2 separate regions of the Zea mays genome follow, and region 1 is linked to region 2. Evidence: chromatin contacts called from public Hi-C data. All regions are on one chromosome and are shown on one strand. Each heading gives the region's core, a stretch centred on a gene start, on an enhancer-like site or on the middle of the called end of the contact. The rest is flanking DNA. Distances are from core to core; before and after follow the strand shown.

Region 1 (3,009 bases), core at 85-2,584, 200 kb after region 2:
AAGATTTTTTCGACGGATAGAACATTCACGCACACAATAAATAAGATTTGATATGCAATAGAGATATTAGGATAACAATCCACCTCTTTGTATGCTCAAAAATTTCTATAGCATATAATACCCTATCAAAAAAATCTTTTATCTTGCCCTTTTAATCACTTAGTGCCAAGGTAAGGTAAGAGTTTGGGACTTTTTTTTTGACTTTTGAACCATATATAGAATAATCAACGATCAATCATGAATCTGTGAGATTGAAAAAAATACACACATATATAATACAAGGACTAATACAAGGACTAGTACATATACACTATGGTTACATGCATCTAACGAACATGCACTCAGTGTGTAGTTGCGTCTCACTATCAGTTTGCGACGATTTGTTTTCTCTAAGACAGCGGCAGACTCATCGATTCGTTTCTTACATTTCCAACAAACTACAGTTAACGAATATACTACCGAATGGTGACTAAACTAAAATCTATTACTAAAAATTTATAGCATACATTATATACTTAATACATACTTAGAGGCCCCATAGTTTCGAGGGCCCATGACAGCCATCCCCTGTCCCTATCAAGGCCGGCCCTGTCACCATGTGAGCTCGAGCTTCCTTCATCATGCAGTGTGTCATAGCGTGGCCAGGTTGCTGGCCCACATCTAGAGACCTATATATTTGTGATTATAATATTTTAAATTATATAATTTAACTTATTTTAAACTAACACTCAAACAACCTCTAGATCTTAGATGAAAGAATTTATTATCTGTCTGAAAAATTACAACTGACGTGTTTTAAAAAAAACATCTTCCACACTCTTCTCTCCTGCGTCTAGCTACATATTTAAAAAAATCCACATGCTCAGCCGAAGGTTGTTGAGTGAAGTATCTAAATTTACTAATCGTATATTCATAAAGTTGGTCTTAGCATAGGATACATTCTCCTCAGGTTGTGCTCTAGAAGTTCTTCACCCCTATAAATTTATGTTTTAGGTCAGCTTTAGAAATAAAAGATTTTTTTATAAAAGATCATACAATAAATTTTATGGAAATAAATTTGATTTTGTAGAGAAAAATAAGATTTAGAAAAAAAAATCTTTCCCTACTCCAAGCAAGGTCCTAGATTAGAGATAGAATAACTTTATAAATAATAATGTATAGGATCCGTTTAGAAGAGTATTAGCAGTTTTAGATCCACTTCTTTTAATATTTGCGCTTATGGGCCTGTCTCCGTGTAATCCAGAATTGGACCTTGAGCTCACGAAGCTTTCCACTTCTGCTTGTGGTTTCAAGCCCATCATCTCATGCGATTGAACCAGTTGCGCCGAAATTTGCTCATGCTGATCCAGGCTAAACGGTCCAGTCAGGTGAGCTCAGCGGCTCAGCCCATGTAGGCAGTCAGCCTCTCAGGTTGGGAGTTGGGACTCAGGAGTTTCACCAGATTAAGCATATGCTGCTGATTCGCCGGTGATCCCCTCCCTCCTTCGCCGTCGCCGTCGCCGTCGCACCAGCTTGGCCGCCATCTCTGGATCGCCGCTGGACTCGCTTCCCTGACCCAGAAGCTACGATGGTAATCAACGCCCAGGCCATCTAATCTTGGCTGCTCTTAATTCGTTTCCCTCTCCAAGATGGCATCTTTGGCACCTTTACGGCGCGTGGAGCCTTAGAGGTTAGATCCCCTCTGATTTGCACTCTTTCCTGTCCCAGAATTACATCATCGGCGCATTCAAGCCGCCCTGCGACATCTTCGTCACATTCGCCGATGAGAGAACCCGGAAGCAGGTGCGTCCTCACTCCCCTCTTCGTTCCTGATTCTTGATGTCACTGCTACATCCTTACAGATTTTTATCGGGCTTGCTGTTGGGTCAATTTGATTGGCTCCTTGAACACTTGCAGGTCCAGATCAAGAAGGACAACGGGAAGACTGTCATGGTGCCGGCCTTCCAGACCCTTGAGACCATAGCCGGAGAGGTAGTGCTAGTGCCAGTTGTGGTTCCTTTTCCTCTCTGTTCACGCTGGTGTGAGTGACTTGAGTGGGTTAAGTCCTTACGAAATTGCATGCAGGTGTCGATCGCTCCAGTCCCAGGTAAAAGGCTTGAACACACGGGTGTGAAGATTGAGCTGCTGGGTCAGATAGGTACAAGTTCGACTGTGCTACTCCCCAAATTTCTCCCATGTTCCTCTGATCTGTTCTGTTCTAAACCTAGGTGCCCTAGTGCGATATAGGGAGCCATATGAGTGTGGCAGTCGATCCAGTTCGTTGAATGAACTGTTTGTTGAGAAACGATTTGTAGAAGTGTATTCACAGTCAGAGTTTTGTTCAATTTCCATTCATGGTGAACCGTTGGGCTACTGACAAATTGCAAAAATTTGGAAGATGAAGCAAGAGCAATTGCTGAGAACTGATCCTTGTTCTCCAACCATAAGATATAATGCTGCTCTTCGACACTTTATATCTCTTGATAGGTTCTAACAAATTTTGTGTGCCATTGTTTGTACTACAGAGCTGTATTTTGACAGAGGCAACTTCTACGACTTCACTTCAATAGGTAGATTTTTCTGTTGAATTTATTCAAGATGTCAATGTGGTTTCCTGAAACTATTGTTTTCTGTTCTATCATTATTTTGTTTTACTAGCACTATTAAATGGTACCTTTGTTTAATTCATATATTCTTCGCTCTCTTCTTTACTACAATGGTTATCTGTAACATGTATAACTTGGCACCTTTTGTTTTAGAGCTAACTCACTGTTTCTCTGTTATGCCTATCTCTTCCATTGAAGTGCCTGTTTTGTCCTTGCAGTGCGTGAATTAGATGTCCCTGGTGAAATATATGAAAGAAAGACTTATCCATTTGAGTTTTCTACTGTTGAAATGCCATATGAGTCATATAATGGGACAAATGTCAGATTGAGGTAAAACAGAAATAGTAAAATGCTTGTGTTATGATTTGCATGGCTCATCCTAACTAGCTTGCATGATGTGCGGTATCAACTACTCTCATAACAT
Region 2 (2,743 bases), core at 102-2,601:
TTGCTGTTTTTCATGGACATGCATTAGTCATGTAAATTAAATCTAACTTTTTCTTGGTCATATTATCTAAAACCTGATTCATTTAGTGTTTGAACTTGCTTTGTGAATCCAAATCATATTGTCGAAGATTATTCCTATCACGAGACTGAAAGTTAAATGTTAAGGCACAAGAGACACGATGGTTTAGACAGGTTCGGACTCTCGATGTGAGATAATACCTTACGTCATGTATGTGGTGGATCTGTTGTATCTTGTTCTTCAGGGAGTTCCTCCATCCCTCCTTTTATATCCTAAGGAGGGATGACGGTTAAATGGAATACACCGAGTCCGTTATCAAGTTGTACAAGTCCAACTCTATGTTTACACGCTTATCCCTTATTCGGCCGAGATTTTTCCCTATCTGATCTTCGGGAAGCCTCTTCTATATGGACCTTCCTCGTAGTCTCATAGCCAAGTCCATGGACCCATTCGATCGGATTTTTCTTTAGTAATCTCGGTCAAGTGCCCATAGTACATATCATTTACACATATACTAGTAGCTAGACCATTAAATTACATTATATGCCATATGGTGCAAAAATGGAAATGTTAGCACATTAACATGTTTATTTTCTTAAACAATACCATACCAAAGGTGCAAGGATTTTTAATTTCCATATTAATATGGTCACAATAATGTGACGATACCTTTACCCCCATTGCATTAATGATTAGCATTAAAACGTGTAGCCAGTTCCAAAAGTACTCTGGAACTATTTTCCTTAACAATTCATGTACTCTATATAATCATGTAAAGCACTACCAAAATACCATTTTTCTTAGGGACTTCAATGCAAGATTTCAACATGACCACCAGGTCAGCATAATCTATCTATCTAACTAACGAATCTCGCCGAGATCCACAGAATTCTGGCTTCTGGCACTGGCAATACGACAAAGCTCCGCTAAATTCCTCACAAACGACATAGTCCCATCCGCGCAGTATTAAGACACATTACAATTGAAAGGGAAAAACGATAGTCCCGCGAACAAGATTCAACAGGAAGTCCAAAGAGATATGGAGATCTTACGAGCGATTCGAGCGGGGTGGCACCGGCGTCACGCCACCGGTCGCCGGAGAAGAGGAGGCGGCGGTGACGGCTACTGAGCGCGCCCTCGGCCCCGCCGTGAAACCCACTGCCGGCGTCAGCGGCCGGCTGTCCACTCGGGACCCAGCCCCACACCTGGAGACGGCGAGGCCGAGTCGGGAGGCGATCGCAGCGTTCATGGTCATTGCTGAACGGATATCGGAGATGCCGAAGGGGGAGTGTGGGGGTTTTGGGAGAGGGGGGAGTCAGCGCGCACACGCAGACGGATGAGGTGGTTGGTTCCAGGCTAGGACCGGCGGCTCCGTGGTAGACGGTACACCACAGACTCGTCGCTTTTTTTATAAGGATTTCCGTATCACTTTGCATTAAAGCCGAGCTATATAAGTGAATATTCACTCTTTATTATGTTTTTAGTTCATAGGTTATTTTGTGTATAGAAATATTGTATAGCTACATATATAATTAAAACAAACTATAATTTAGAACATAGGATAAGTAACATCCAAACATTCTAACTAATATTTTAACTATTAGCTAATTTTAGTAAATTAGCTAATAATTAGTTAGCTATTTGTTATTTAACTAATTGTACTAGTATTTTTTTAGGCTAACTAACTATTAGCTCTAATGCATTCAAACACCCGAATAAAAATACAGCTTATCACGAATTGCATGCTTGCATAGTTTTCCATGGTTTATTGAATTTGCCATCAACCCATCATCACCTATGATTTTTAATATGTTTCTCAAAACTACAACACTATATACTTTACTATTACAATAATATCATAGCTTTAGTCAGATTCAAAAATACCATAGTTTTAAGAACCATTGTTTAAATATAATATTATAAATCATAATATTTAGGTAAAAGCTAGTTATAATTTTCTATATAACAAAGCCGGTCCAAAACGGCACTCCCTAGCCTATCCACGTCATCGTCTAAAATTGCAACTGTCAGATCGCGTATCGACGTACGGTGAAGCATCCTACCCTTCTTTCTGCGACGCCCGCGAAGCTTCCAGATCAGAGAAGGCCCCCCAGAGCTCCCATTAGCTCCCACCACGGACCACGGTGCCAGCAACTCCACCGCCTCCCTCCCCCCCGCGCCGGTGGAGATGGTCGGCGCTCCGTGTTCCCTCCTCCCTAGCAAAGTAGCCATGTCGTTGCCCCCCCCGTTCGGTCTTCTCCGCGACCGTGAATCTTCATGTTGCGCCGTCGTGTCCTTCCTGCTTCCGGCTCCAGCGCTCTGGTGTCTCGTGCTCTCGGCTGCGTGCTGGCACAGCTCTACGCCGCGTCCTGCGGAAGGAGGTAGCGGGGTGGCAGGTCAACCCGCCCTCGGGCTTCAAGCACAGGGTCACCGACAACCTCCAAAGGTGCCCCGCCCATATCGCCGTCCTTTCTATCTCCTTCCTCACCAAGCAGTCCCTGTGGTGCGAGGTCTCTAAATCGGCGAGGCTGACACGGATGTCGCCGGAGCGCTCATCCATGCTGCCCCCTCTTCGAGGATGCGACTTTCCTCCATTGCGACACAGTTGATGAGGCCGATCTTGCTGGTGTGCACTATCTTAGGTTCCTTTCGTCCACCCCGCTCCACCCCAACCTGTGATGTCCGGAAGACGAACGAGCAAGGGGGAAAACATCCTGAGGCTGCA

The links. Hi-C and Micro-C count contacts between places; a contact is called where the count stands out from the background.
Region 1: a contact with region 2 is called in a Hi-C map of tassel, with 1.6 times the contacts expected there. The contact joins the promoter of LOC100193449 here to the promoter of LOC100279727 in region 2. A contact is called at or near these places in 2 of 25 Hi-C or Micro-C datasets (leaf and tassel).

Annotation. Positions count from the first base shown.
Region 1 is chr2:227,057,163-227,060,171 of Zm-B73-REFERENCE-NAM-5.0, forward strand. It overlaps LOC100193449 (vacuolar protein sorting 26), which reads left to right and starts at 1,335. Exons shown (of 11, transcript NM_001138567.1): 1 at 1,335-1,570; 2 at 1,708-1,782; 3 at 1,897-1,971; 4 at 2,065-2,137; 5 at 2,505-2,549; 6 at 2,804-2,915. The coding sequence starts at 1,568.
Region 2 is chr2:226,855,183-226,857,925 of Zm-B73-REFERENCE-NAM-5.0, forward strand. It overlaps LOC100279727, which reads right to left and starts at 1,352. Exons shown (of 12, transcript NM_001152686.1): 1 at 1,071-1,352. The coding sequence starts at 1,273.